Linked DNA regions of Oryctolagus cuniculus: region 1 is linked to region 2. The links are chromatin contacts, called in public Hi-C maps. All regions are on one chromosome and are shown on one strand. The core of a region is the stretch at or near the end of the contact, and the rest is flanking DNA. Distances in the headings are between cores, read along the strand shown.

The links. Hi-C and Micro-C count contacts between places; a contact is called where the count stands out from the background.
Region 1: a Hi-C map of psoas muscle shows a contact between it and region 2, with 2.1 times the contacts expected there. The contact joins the promoter of TM7SF3 here to the enhancer-like site in region 2. A contact is called at or near these places in 2 of 6 Hi-C or Micro-C datasets (psoas muscle and an unstated tissue).

What each region holds. Positions count from the first base shown.
Region 1 is chr9:124,247,408-124,254,399 of mOryCun1.1, forward strand. TM7SF3 (transmembrane 7 superfamily member 3) reads right to left here and starts at 2,800. Exons shown (of 13, transcript XM_017343318.3): 1 at 2,485-2,800. The coding sequence starts at 2,671.
Region 2 is chr9:124,206,913-124,213,330 of mOryCun1.1, forward strand. FGFR1OP2 (FGFR1 oncogene partner 2) reads left to right here. Exons shown (of 6, transcript XM_070049535.1): 6 at 1-1,078. The region is part of intron 11 of TM7SF3 (transmembrane 7 superfamily member 3); the gene reads right to left. Among named protein-coding and RNA genes, the nearest start is that of TM7SF3, 40 kb to the right of the region's middle. Within about 2 kb of position 1,654, at least 1 of the 8 cell types and tissues checked has an H3K27ac peak or open chromatin away from gene starts, as enhancers often do.

The DNA.
Region 1 (6,992 bases), core at 1,550-4,049, 42 kb after region 2:
GCTTATGGCCCAGGACGGCAGTGGAAGATGGCCTCAGTGCTTGGGCCCCTGCACTTGCATGGGAGACCTGGAGGAAGCTCTTGGCTCTTGGCTTCAGCTGCTGTGGCCATTTGAGGAGTGAACCAACAGATGGAAGACCTCTTTCTCTGTCTCTAATTCTGCCTCTCACATTTTTTAACAAGTTACCTCCAACATCCCCATCATTCATGCTTAGAAACAACAACCACATTCAAGGAGAGACCTGTGAACATGTAGTCTAATTCCCTACCAGGAGCGTGTCAGAAGGAAAACTGCTTCAGCTGCTTGCACTGGCTGGCATTGGACGACCCCTCACAATCGCATGTTCACCTTTTGAGGAATTTTTATCAGCCCCAAAAGCCAAAAGGAAACACAAGCGCACATCCCACCTCTCAGACACATTTGAGAGAGTGATTGCTGGTCACAGCCGCCGCCCGCCACCTTCTTACAGCACTAGGACACACCGTGGAAGGTCCCCACGACACCCTGCTCAGCATGTCCTACGTATTAACATGCTGAGTGATGGAAACCACAAGAAAAGGGAAAACCATTTAAATGACCAATTCTCCTGCGTGCCCAGCGTGCCACAGACTGCACCTGCCGCAGACGTACGGAGTCCAGATCTGCCTCTGTCCAAGATTCACTGGGCACTCAAGTCGCTTCTCAAGCTGTGCAGTGACCGATAAATCTCCAATCACCACAGCTGCTCGATTTCTTCGGTTCAGACCAGAGCAGAATCCAGGCATTTTCAAGAGGAGGCTGCAAGCCTTGAACTAAATCTTTCCTTGTTTTCTGATTTTTATCTGCTGCTGTAGAGAATATTTATTCACTTATGTGAAAGGCCGACAGAGAGAGGTAGAGAGGTAGGAGGTAGGAGATAGGTAGGTAGGTAGGTAGGTAGGTAGCTAGGGTGGGAGGAGAGAGAAGGTCCTCATCCACTGGTTCACTTCCCGAATGGCAGCAACCACTGGACGCGGACACAGGAGCCCAGGCACCCAGGACATCCTCCACTGCCCTTCCAGGCCACAGCAGAGAGCTGGATCAGAAGTAGAGCAGCCGGGACGCGAACTGGAACCCATATGGGATGCCAGCACGGCAGGCGGCAGCCCCACCCACCAAACCACACCACCCGCCAAGAGACCATCAGCTTTTGCCATCACACAGCCGTTCAGTTACCACATGCCACCCCTTCCCTGTGCAGAAGTAACACTCATGCAACGAACACAGTGACAAAAAGGGAGGTATCAGGGCTGCCATCAAAGAAGGGGGGAGGGTGCCTGAAATAAATACTAATTTCTCTGGCCTGGCTGTTGTGTGCAGGTTAAGCCGCCAACTGTGATACGGGCATCCCACACTGGAGTGCCAGTGCCAGTCCTGGCTGCTCCACTTCCGATCCAGCTCCCTGCTAACAGTGTGGGAAAGCAGCAGAGGAAGGCCCTTGCGCTCGGAACCCTGCCAGCCACGCGGAAGACCCGGCTGCAACTCCTGGCTTGGCCTGGCCCAGCCCGAGTCAGCGGCTGCCATTTGCGAAGTGAACCAACAGATGTAAGATCTCTCTTCCAAATAAATACATAGATCTTTAAAAAACTAATTTCCCAGGTTATTGCTCAAGTTGTGGCGCAAACATTCCCGGACATGAAACACTAAGGCAGTGACCTAGCAATAAGAATGGGGGACCCCAGGCGGCCTGACTCCGGAGGGCCAGCGCTGGATCAAGGACAAATTCAGCCTCTGTCGCTCACCTCTTGTTCCTCCTCCTCAGGCTATTTTGAGACAGGCGGGCGAAATACACAGCAGCACCGTGTTAAATGCAGACGGCTGGGCTCGCTTACCCGCACCTGGGGTACCCGCCCCTCGGTCCAGGCTGCGCGGCGAGCGCCCTGGGCCGCCAGGTGAGGCCAATCATCGCCTTGCAGAGTTCTGAGGATTACAACGGAGCGCGCCCGAGGAGCGCCTGGCACACCCTGCGGCGTGTTCGCTGCTAACCCGATTTTTTTTTTTTTTAATTCCAAAAATACAATCGCCCGGCTCAGCTCTGGCCTGAGTCCCAGGCAAAGATCCTGGCACTCACGCTGCACGCGGGCTTTGCGGGAGCGCCACGTTTGCTAGAGCCGCAACCGCAAGCTCCCTCCCACAGTGGGGACGCGCTTTCACCTCGCCGAAACGCACGCGACCCGCAGCTTGGTGCGACGCGCGCTTCGGACGTGCGGCGGCCGCCAGCCTGGAGCCGAGGGAACCGCTACACCCCGAGAGCCGCGGCCCAGTCACGGGGACCCCCGGCCAGGCTCCGCGCCCCAGAGAGCGCCGGGACGACCCCACGCAGGACGCGAACACGGCTCGCCGTATCCTTCCCGCCCATCTCCACAGCCCGCATCGGAGGTTCTGGCGCATCCAGGCGGACCCCAACCCTAGCGGGGAAAGCGCCAGCAACCCGGCGCTGCGAGCGCGCCCCACGCCATAACCTACCCTGGCTGGCGTTCCCGACGGCCTCGGCGCCCGCGGCCACCCCGCGTCCCCACGCCAGCAGCGCCAGCGCCAGCAGCCGCCGGAGCACCATCGCCAGCGCGCCGGGCCCACGCCGAGCTCGAGTCGGGACGCGGCCGCGCGCTCCGGGGCCCCGCAGCCTCCCCAGCGCTACCCCGGGGGGCACCATCGCCCGCCGAGGGCACGCGCCGCGCACCTGCCAGCCCCCGCGGTCGCCGGCGCGGCCCGACCTCCGCGCCACGGAGAGGCGGCCTCTTCCGGCGATGGAGCGGGCGGCTGGCGGCGGCGGCGGCGGCGGCGGCGGCGGCGGCGGCGGCGGCGGCGGCGGCGGCGGCGGCGGCGGCGGCGGGTCCCGGGCGGGGCGAGGCGGGGCGGGGCGGCGGGCGCCCCCTGCTGGCGCGCGCGGGGCTGTCCGGGGAGGCCGCGGCGAGCGCTTCCCCGCCGCGGACGGACAGAACAGCTCTCGGCTAGGGCCCAACAGGCCCTGTTCCCGCGCATAACGGTTCTCTGTGAAGAAAGAGAGAAGAGAAACCGACCCCTTCCTCACAGCTGCAGGTCGTTGCCCCCGGGGCCAAGGCCTGCCTGCTCCCGGTTCCCGCACCCCGGGGGTTGGAGTCTGCACGCCCGCCCGCCGCAGTGGATGAAATCCAGGGAAGGTGACAAAGAAATAAAATGTTTCAAAGATCAGGTCTGTGTCTTTGGTGTAATGATTCCATTTTTACATTGAAGTGTGGCGATCGGATACAAATGCAAAAGTTAGTGCATAGAACGGTTCATCAAAGTGTCGTTGATAGGAGAAACAGCCACCGCAACCTAAATGGCCAATGAGAGGAATTCGCTGCATAACCCCTGGAATCTCTACGTAGTAGAACCACGGGGCGGGGCGGGGTGGGGGGCTTCATTTGTTTTAGAAGGCAGAGTTAAGAGGCAGAGGCAGACGGAAGTCTTCCATCTGCTGGTTCACTCTCTGAAGCCAGGAGCTTCTTCCAGGTCTCCCAATGGCTGCAGGGGCCCAAGAACTTTGATCATTCTCCGCCACTTTCCCAGGCCGTTAGCAGGGAGCTGGATCAGAAGCAGAGCAGCCAGGATTCGAACAGGTGCCCGTATGGGATGCCAGCATTGTAGTCGAGGCTCTTCCCGCCAAGCCTCAACACTGGCCCCTGAGTGATCTTGAAGTGTTTGCGCAAAGGCAATTTATGAAGCAGTAAATGTTTGCAAAATGGGGCTTCCTTGGTATTTTACAATACGCCTTCATGGATCTGTGCCTTCCTTTCCTGCTGCAAATAGCTCATGGTCTGGTGAGGGGAGGGGTGGTGTGTGGATACAGGCAGGCACCACACAGGGAGACTGCTGTCCCAGCAGAGCAAACAGCACCTCAGTGCTACAGTGTTACACTGGAGCTGAACAAGTCCTCCAGCCTCGAGACCCTGCAGCTGGGTTAACACTTTAGCACATGCTTTCTCCCTACTGTGGGGTGCTGGTGTGAACAAACCTGCACTGCCAGTTGTATACAGGCACCAAAAGTGACAGTGGCAATCCACCAACATTACTCTTTTTAAGATTTATTTGAGAGGTAGAGTTACAGACAGTGAGAGGGAAAGACAGAGAGAAAGGTCTTCCTTCTGTTGGTTCACTCCCCAAATGGCTGCAAAAGCTGGAGCTGTGCCCATCTGAAGCCAGGAGCCAGGAACTTCCTCCCAGACTCCCACATGGGTGCAGGGGCCCAAGGACCTGGGCCACCTTCTACTGCTTTCCCGGGCCACAGCAGAGAGCTAGACTGGAAGAGAAACAGCTGGAACTAGCACCGGCGTCCATATGGGATGTCGGTGCCGCAGGTGGAGGATTAACCTACTATACCACAGTGCCGTGCCAGCCCCCAACATTACTTGTTTATCATCAGCTTAGTGTGCACTCCAGCCTCTTAAAAAAGTCTGCTGCAGCGGCTACCTAGAGTGTCTCAGGTTACAGAGTCTGTGATGGCTTCAATTTCTGTTGCTCTTGATTTAACTTTATGCTGCTTTCTGTGTTGTGGCCAGCGGAGCAGTAGTGGCACTGTGCAACCCAGGTGTGAAGGAGGCGGTACTGCTGGGTTCACAGAGCACAACTCTGTGATGTCTGCAAAAAGAAGTCACCTCACAACGTGTTTCTCAGAACGTTGTCCGCCTGTAAGGGACCACGACCGTGATTGCACTCTGAATGCCACGTGCGGCACGGAAAGCGCAAGGAACAATTCTACAGTGTGGGAGCGGTTAACTTACTTACAGGCAGCATTCAGGAAACTTTTATTTTTACTTATTTTCACTTGTATTCGAAAAGCAGAGAGAGAAAAGGAGAAAGAGAGTTCCCATATGCTGGTTCATTCCTCCAGATCTCACAACAGCTGGGACTGGGCCAGGCTGAAGCCAGGAGCCTGGAACTCCATCTGAGTCTCCCATGTGGGTGGCAGGGGCCCAAGCACTTCAGCCATCACCTACTGCTTCCCAGGGTGCACATTAGCAAGAACCTGGAATCAGAAGTGGAGCCAGGGCTCCAACCCAGGCTGCTCCCGAAGGTTGTTCCCGCAGGAAAGTTTTAGAAAGAGATATTTACAATAAGGTTGGAAGCCCAAGTAGACAATCACCAAGGGAACAAAGTGGAGAGGGAGGTGGAGGCGAGAAAGAGAATTATGTGTGTTTGGTGTAGTGTGCACTGAAGTGTGCAACAGAACAGCAGGATCAGCACAGCCAATGCTCTTCTACAGTGATGCAGCCTAGTGCTCAACAGGTAAAAAAGGTAGTTAAGGGGTTAAGACACCAAGTTAAAAATAATGATTTTTTTTCCGAAAAACTAGAGTTACTATAGATTAAAAAACCAAAGTACTGGGGGTGGGTGTTGCGGCACAGAGGGTTAGGCAGCTGCTTGGGATGCCTACGTACATACTGGAGTGCCGGTTCACATCCCGCCTGCTCTGCTTCTGATCTGTCTTCCTGCTAATGCACCTGGGAAGGCAGTAGATCATGGCTCAGGTACTTGGGTCCCCGACACCTCTGTGGGAGACACAGATGGAGTTTCTAGCTCCTGATTTCAGTCTGCCCCTGCCCTAGTTGCTAAGGGCATTTAGGGAGTGAAACAGTGGATAAAAGTAATCTCTCTCTCTGTGTGTGTCTCTCTAGCTCTGTCACTCTGCCTTTCAAATTAAATAGATTGTTAAAAAAAAGTACTAATGATGACATTGGTTTTGAGTTGATAATTGTTGAACTGGGTGATACCTACATGAAGGTTCACTACTCTTGTGTATGTTTGAAACTTTTAATAATATAAAGTTTAAAAGAAAGTACTTACCCACATTAGCTGTTTAAAAGATGAGACATATAATACTGGGTCCCTCCTCTTAAAACCACATGTCATTCAGCTCGTGGTGGGGTGGGGCACGTGCAAGAGAAGCACATCTACATGGACTCTACACATTCATGAAATGTACATGTGCTAAGTAAGATTTTGTTGAAGGCCAGGGATTCGCATGGGGTACCTGAACTGGTTGACCTACTCAGTTATCAAGTTTAACCACAGTAAGTCATTGTTGAGTGGCTGTAGAAGGCCCTGTAGTCAGTTTAACACATGAAGCTGTAAACAATTAGTCAATTAAGCTGTAGCCAATTGATTGGTACAGAAGCTGGTTGTTACAGAAAAAGCTATTCAATGATACTGTTAAAGCATGGTGAGGAAGTCTTTACCCAGGCCTACCAAGATAGGTACCAGCACCACAACAGGGTCTTGCAGAGTGGAGGAGAGCTTGGACTCAAGTCTGAATGCAGCATGGAGAAGTGGGGATGTGCAGCCAAGGAGCGGGGTGGGGGTCGCAGGATGTCAGAGCATTGACAGGAACAAAGCAGGCTCTGTAAAGTGATTCATACAGGGCTGACTCGGGACAATATGAGTGAGCAGGCCAGGGAGACACAAGCCCAGTGACTGAATGAGTCTTGGGAAGTGTCCCAGTGTGGTCAAATTCTGGTTGGAACATAACCATCCACGACAGAAGATACAATGGCTTGGCCCAAAATTGCGGGCTTTAGGTAAGTGGAGGGTGAATTCCTCATGGGCTGGAGACAACATTCTTCTTCTTCCTTTTTTTTTTAAAGTATTTATTTATTTATTTGAAAGGCAGTGTTACAGAGAGGCAGAGAGAGAGAGAGAGAGGTCTTCTATCTGCTGGTTCACTCCATCTGCAATGGCTGGAGCTGCACTGATCTGAAGCCAGGAGCCAGGAGCTTCTTCCCAGTCTCCCAGGTAGGTTCAGGATGCTAAGGACTTGGGCCATCTTCTGCTGTTTTTCCAAGCCATAGCAGAGAGCTGGATTGGAAGTGGAGCAGCTCAGACAGGAACTGGTGCCCATATGTGATGTCAACACTTCAGGCAGTGGCTTTACCTGCTACGCCACAGCGCCATCCCCGTCAACATTCTTTACAACATGATTGGTTACAAACACTGGCTCTGAAAAGAGGCTGTGGCCA
Region 2 (6,418 bases), core at 404-2,903:
TATAAGTCAGAAACAAAGATGAGATTTTTCTCTGGTTGATGTTCAAGGATACTACATAGTTCGTTTATCTTACAGAGTTGAAACGTGTAATAGAGCAAGATAAGCCAAGTAATTTCAAAGTAAGTTGGGAATTCCTCTGGCTCATAGCACCCTTTTATCAAATCAAAATCTCAAAATTTCTAAATCAATTTTTAAGCTTGATCTGGTCTTGGAACCTGTAAGACTTTCTTATAACATTTCAGTTGAAAGTCTATGGATTCAGAAATACGTTTTCTGTTTTTTAAAAAATAACAGATACACAGTACATAAATTTTTTAAAAACTACCAGATATATAAATGAGCTTTAACATTAGCTGAAACCTAAATTTTTCATACTATGTGGTAATTATAGAATAAAAGGATGAGTGTCAGATATAATTAAATATATTCATTTATATAAATACATATTAAAGTTAGCACAAGTAGAGATTCTACTTTGGAGTATATAATTTGTTAAGCAAATATTACTTTCCATGGTAACTTTTATGTATAATTTCATATATTGGTACAATGCAAAACTACTTTTTGCTTCAGAATTTTTCTATCTTAAGGTTGGGGGAGTGGGGCTGACTGATAGGAAAGGGCTAGTGGCCCAGACATTAATTGGATTTCTGTTCTCATTCAGAGGCCTTACTTGATATTTTATAAATAAAAGGCACTTCTTTTAAACTTTTGTATTGGTTTTGGGCAAATATCCCTTAATTTGACGCTCATTCACTGAAACAGTTTTTATCCCAAGTAAGGATTAAAGAAAATAAGCTACACAATTGAGGTTAAGTCTGAGGCAGTACATTGAGGCAGCTCTGTTAACAAATGTTACTTGATAAATACTTATTTTTATAAACAATTAAGTTAATTTATTCTTGGTCTTCTTGCTTGGATACCTTTATGGTCTTGTTGTAAGACATTTACTTTGTCTTTTTTTGTGACAGTTTTCCATCCTGTACTTTTTTTTTAAACTGAACCTTAAATGTATGTCTTGAGAGTACATACTGCATAGGAGCCTATTTTGTCAATAAAGATGAGTAATTAAAATTGATATGGTCTCCAATTTAATTTGAAAACAATGTTCTTATGTATTTTAAAGTCTCTTCTTAGCACAAAACTAGGAACTCAGAAACTATTTCTTAGGAATAGAGTTTCTGAGCCACTCTGATCCTGCAAACCTTTTTATCCTCTGTAGCAGGCTGACCCAGGTCTCTGCCCCACAGCTCCCGGAAGGGAAGTCCAAGATGTGACGTGATTTCCTGGAAATGTGTGACCCTATCTGGAATACGGCCTTTGCAGATGTAATTAAGGGTCCCAAACAGGATTACCTTGGATGACTCGTGTCCTTAGGAAAGAAGCATAGGATATTATTGGAAAAATTAAAGAGGAGGAGAGAGGGAGAGAAGTATCACTGTATTAGAATTTTGTCTATGAAATACATGAAACCTGTTCTCTTTATGTTAACAATAAAAACAGCAGGAGATTAGAAGCCCAGAGATTTAGAGAGGAAACCATGGGAGGGCAGACTGTTGGAAGCCAGGAACCCTGAGGGTGGTCAGCCCCCAGCAGAGGCCAGCAGAGAGGTTTGGAAGGCACTCTCCCTGACCAGAATTCCGGCCTCCCGAACTGTGAACAGCTGCACCCCGTCACCCGTAGGAGACAGACCATCTGTTATTTCTCATCAGTCAGCTGGTTTATTTCCTAGAATGAGTACAGTTATCAGGGAAACTGCTCAAATATATTCTGATAGACTTTAATATCTGGGTAGCTTCCAGTATTTTTTATTTTTAAACTGTTTCAATGAAAAATGGAAGATCACAGATCCCTAACTTAATTTGGGATGGCTGCCACTACCTCTTTTTGATTGCTGGAGTGAAACATGAAGATCACTTCTAACTGGAGCCTGAGGGGACAGCTTCCTTCTGCCTCGCTGCCTGTTCCTCTTTGTTCCTTCATGCTCTCTGCCTTCTACGCTAGAGGATTGCTAGGCTAGGTCATCCTGCCTGTCCTCTGCTCAGACCCTTGGTGGTCTCTCCTAGTCTCATAAATTTAAATATCGCGTTGGAGCTGGAAGACTCCCAGATGTACAGTGTTGGCATAAACCTGTCATTAACTCAGCCACCTGTGACTGTCAAATGTTTCAGAGTTAGCATGTCCAACATGAAATTCCCCGTCTTACTCCCGGACCCTCTCCATACCCTGTCCCCATTCCAGCCAGCAACAGTTCCATCTTTCTAGCTGCTAAGGCCAAAATCCTTGGTGGTGCCTTGTGACTCCACTTTGTCTTTTCTCTTGGATGCAATTCATCAGCAGATCCTGCTGGTTCTTCAAGATCTATTGGAAACCTGCCATCCCTTGTCATCTTCATTGCTACCTCCTGACCAAAGCCCACACGCTGGTAGGGCAGGAGTGGAAGGAGTAGATTCCCCCCAAATACCTGCAGCAAGGGAATAGTTATTTTATGTGTATACTATGGCTTGAAGATTATAACAAGGGAAAGAAAATAAACTTGTGTAGTAAATTAAAAGCTTAATATTAAATTACACAAATACATTAGTTTCGAGTTGATGTCTCTTGGAAATTTTTTTTCCATTTGAGGAAAGAAAGAAATGTGTTATTTTAGAGCAATCAAAGCCTTTCAGAAAACACAGCCTATATAAACCAATATTAACAGAATGGTAACCGAATAAAACAGACTGTCTTGAAACTCAGGATGTTTCTTGAGTGTGAGACACCTAGGAAGACTACAGCTGGGCTTTCTCAACACTACAAAGCTGCAGGCTGGGTCGTGATTGTGGCTGTCCATCACCCAGCTGGTTCAAACAGGTCGGCCTCCTCTCTCCCCCTCCCTCGCAACATGTCAAGTATGACCAGCACCCCAGACCTTAGCATCTTCGCTTTCTACCTAGAGCTGCAGATGCATGGTGCTGGGTTTGGGCTACTAGGAAGCGCAGAGGCTCTGACCACAGGTCTCAAATTGCAGCAGCACCCTGGTCAGGCGCTCAGTGCTCCAGGTTATTCCCATGAGTGAGTGAACGAGCTTCTGAAATGCTAACTCTCTTTGGACTAGGTTTGTCTTACGACCTGTTTCAGTGAGCACAGAGGGATTTTGTTCCTGATTCATGCAAGACTCCAGACATACACAGAAGCTCAAAATACTGTTCATTCAGCAGGAAGAGAACCACTGGTGTTTATCACTGAAGGAATTCAGACGTGGAGCTGGTTTGCAAGCAAAGATGAGTAGCTATAATGTGGAACAGAAGGCTGTCCTGTGTAGAAAAAACCTCAGGCATTAAGAAGCATGGTGACAGATGCTTTTACAGAGAAAGGCAGTCCTTAGCACTGCCCTGAAATTATTCCTTTAGAAACCAGACACATTCCAAACAGCACACCTTTTAACAAAAAAAAATCGTGATGCAAGGAAGTTCTCCCCCAAAAGGAGTTGAGAACAGGTGTTTGGCCTAGCAGTTAAGATACCCTTGTCCCAAGTCAGAGTCTAGGATCAATTCCCAGCTCCAGCTTCTTGCTGAGACTTTGGAGGGGCAGAGATGGCTCCGAGTTTTAAGGTTTTTGCCATCCACACAGGAGACCTGCATTGTGTTCCTGGCTCCCGGCCCCAGCCCAGCCCCAGCTGTTGTCATTTGGAAAGTGAACCAATGGATGGGAGCTCTGTGTCATTCTCTCACCCACATACATACAATTTTTTTTTTTTAATGATAAAAGTAGTTGGGGCCTGATTCAATTGCTTCCAGATGCACCAGATACAGGCATCCAGCCCCTCCCAAGGCATGTCTGCTGCTGTGAGGCAGGCAGGTCAGAGCACAGGAGAGCAAGTGCAGGCAGCAGGAAATCCATCAACAAGAGGAGCCAGGAGGTGTATGAGAGGTGAACAGGCCTGTCGCCCCTTGAAGACTCCCAGGTGGAAAGGTAGCTGCAGCCATTCTTCAGTCTCCTGCCCAGGACAGCTGTTCCGCCTGGGGACAGTAGAAAGACTCAGGGAGAGAGGCAATGGCTTAGGGCCACCACCTCCCAGGGAGCAACTGCTGAACGCCAGGGTGCTGGGAGGAACAAGCATCCTCTGGGCAGTTTCGTGGAAGCAGTTACCATTTAACTGAGAGAAGCCTGACAACACCTGCTTCAAGGAAGGGCTAACCCAGTGAGAATGGGGCCCCACCAACTGCCACCAGGAAGGGCTGGGACGGCCTAGGGCCTTCAGGTTCTGTGTGTGCTCCGCCCACCACTAGCTGGCTGCTGCCCCACTCTCTCCAATGTCATCACCTCAAGGAATTCTTGCCAGCACCCTAGCTCCTACTCCCACCCCCTAATAAATGTTCATCACATGCAGAACCTCTTTTGTACATGCACATCTTAGTATGCGTCTCACTTATGACACTCCAGACTGAGATCAAAGAGCATGCCTGATCCCCTGCCATCTTCCTCCTAGTGCCCCAGGCAATGCCCAACATGCAGGCACTCAACAAGTAAAGGTGTGGTAGTCAGCTTTCCAGTCCTGTAACAAAATACCTAAAGGAGAATGGCAGCCTTGGCTTACAGTTTCGGAGGTTCAAGTCCAAGATCAGGCAGTCCTCCTGGCGTGGACTCTGATGCGGGCAGATGGCAGTGGCAGAGCGTGTGCAGAGTAAGGCTCACAGGGCGAGCCAGGAGGCTCACACACAGGCTTTCCAAACAACCCTCTTCCAAGGGCACACTTGCAACAACCCAAGGAAGGACTTTCCATGAGGCCCCGCCTCCCAACAGCACCATTCTGGGGACCATACCTTTAACACATGGGCCTTCAGGGCCAGTCAACATCCAAACTATAGCACAAGTCAAAGGCCACTTTATATTATATTAATTATATACTATAATACATTACAATATATATTAAATTTTCTTTTATTTGCCTCTTGAGCTGGTATAGCTTTACCCAGACCTACCACCCCTCCCAGTGTAACAATTACTTGGAAGTCCTTGAATAACTCCCGAATTTCCACTAACTTGAGCAGCTCTTTATGTCCATTTCAGAAAGGGCGGGACTCGTACATAGAGCGGCCAAAGTGCCGAGAGGCATTCAACCCACAAGTAGGACAGACGTGTTTGAAAAGGGTGTTACTGTGCGAAGGCTACCAGAGTGAAATGGCTCAAACAACAGAATCCAGTTCTTCACTGTCCGTGATCAAATGCCGACAGGGCCGGCTTCCTCCGAAGCTTTTCTCCTCTGCTGCAAATGGACGCCCCCCTGCTGCCTTGTCCCAGCGCCCTCTGGGCAACGGCCGTGAGGGGGCCCTGGACATCCCATCTCAGAGACACCGGTCAGACGGCTCCAGGGCCCAGCCCCAAGGCCTCAATTTATGCACCTCTTTAAAGGTCCCATCTCCCAATAATACAGTTGCATTCTGAGGTTCCAGGCGTTAGGATTTCAACTAATAAACTTCAAGTTTGAAACACAGGTAGCCACCCTCCTAACAAGGGCTAAGGCACCATTCTAAGGAAACTACAGCCAATAATAAAGGCTACTAAGAGATATGAAGCATATCACCAAGGAGTGACCTTGATACCAAAATGTTCTGTGCAAAAGCTGCCGTGGAGGTGTTCATGGATATTGGAAATTAAAATGTCTTGTAAGTACCGGTCATTCGAGGTAAGTAAGAAATAGTTCAGCATCTTTGCAAATGACTTGGAAAGCCATGTTCACACTGTTTAAAAGTACTAATTCCCAACCTAGACACCACAGCAATAGCTATGACCATTACAAGTGTCTCCCTAGGGCTGGTGCTATGGTCTAACAGCAGAGGTTAAGCCTCTGCCTAGGTGTGGCATCCCATATGGGTGCAGATTTGTGTCCCAGCTGCTCCTCTTCCAACCCTGCGCTCTGCTTATGGCCTGGAAAAGCAGTGGAGGATGGCCCAAGTGCTTGGGCCTCTGTACCCATGTGGGAGACTGGGAAGAAGCTCCTGACTTTGGATTGGCCCAGCTCCGGTTGTTGTGGCCATTTGGGGAGTGAACCAGTAGATGGAAGACCTCTCCCTGTCTCTCCCTCTATCTCTCTGTAACTCTGCCTCTCAAATAAAGATTTTTTTAAAAGAAGTATCTTACCAATTCAGCAGAACAAAACTGGAAATAGTTATTTGTATCTTCATCATCAAAGAGTTTAAAATACATTTGCAGAAAAGAATCAGGCATCTCATTTTGGTTTGGGAACAGGTATTTCATTACTCTATGACTCACAATTCACTCTGGGATCACTAATTTCCCCAGACTTAAAATAAAGAGGTCAGATAATATGATCTCTTCAGTCCTCTCCTGGTCTAATACACTTAAAAAAAAATTACTTACTTATTTGAAAGGCAGAATTAGAGAGAGGCAGAGGCAGAGAGAGAGAAAGAGAAGT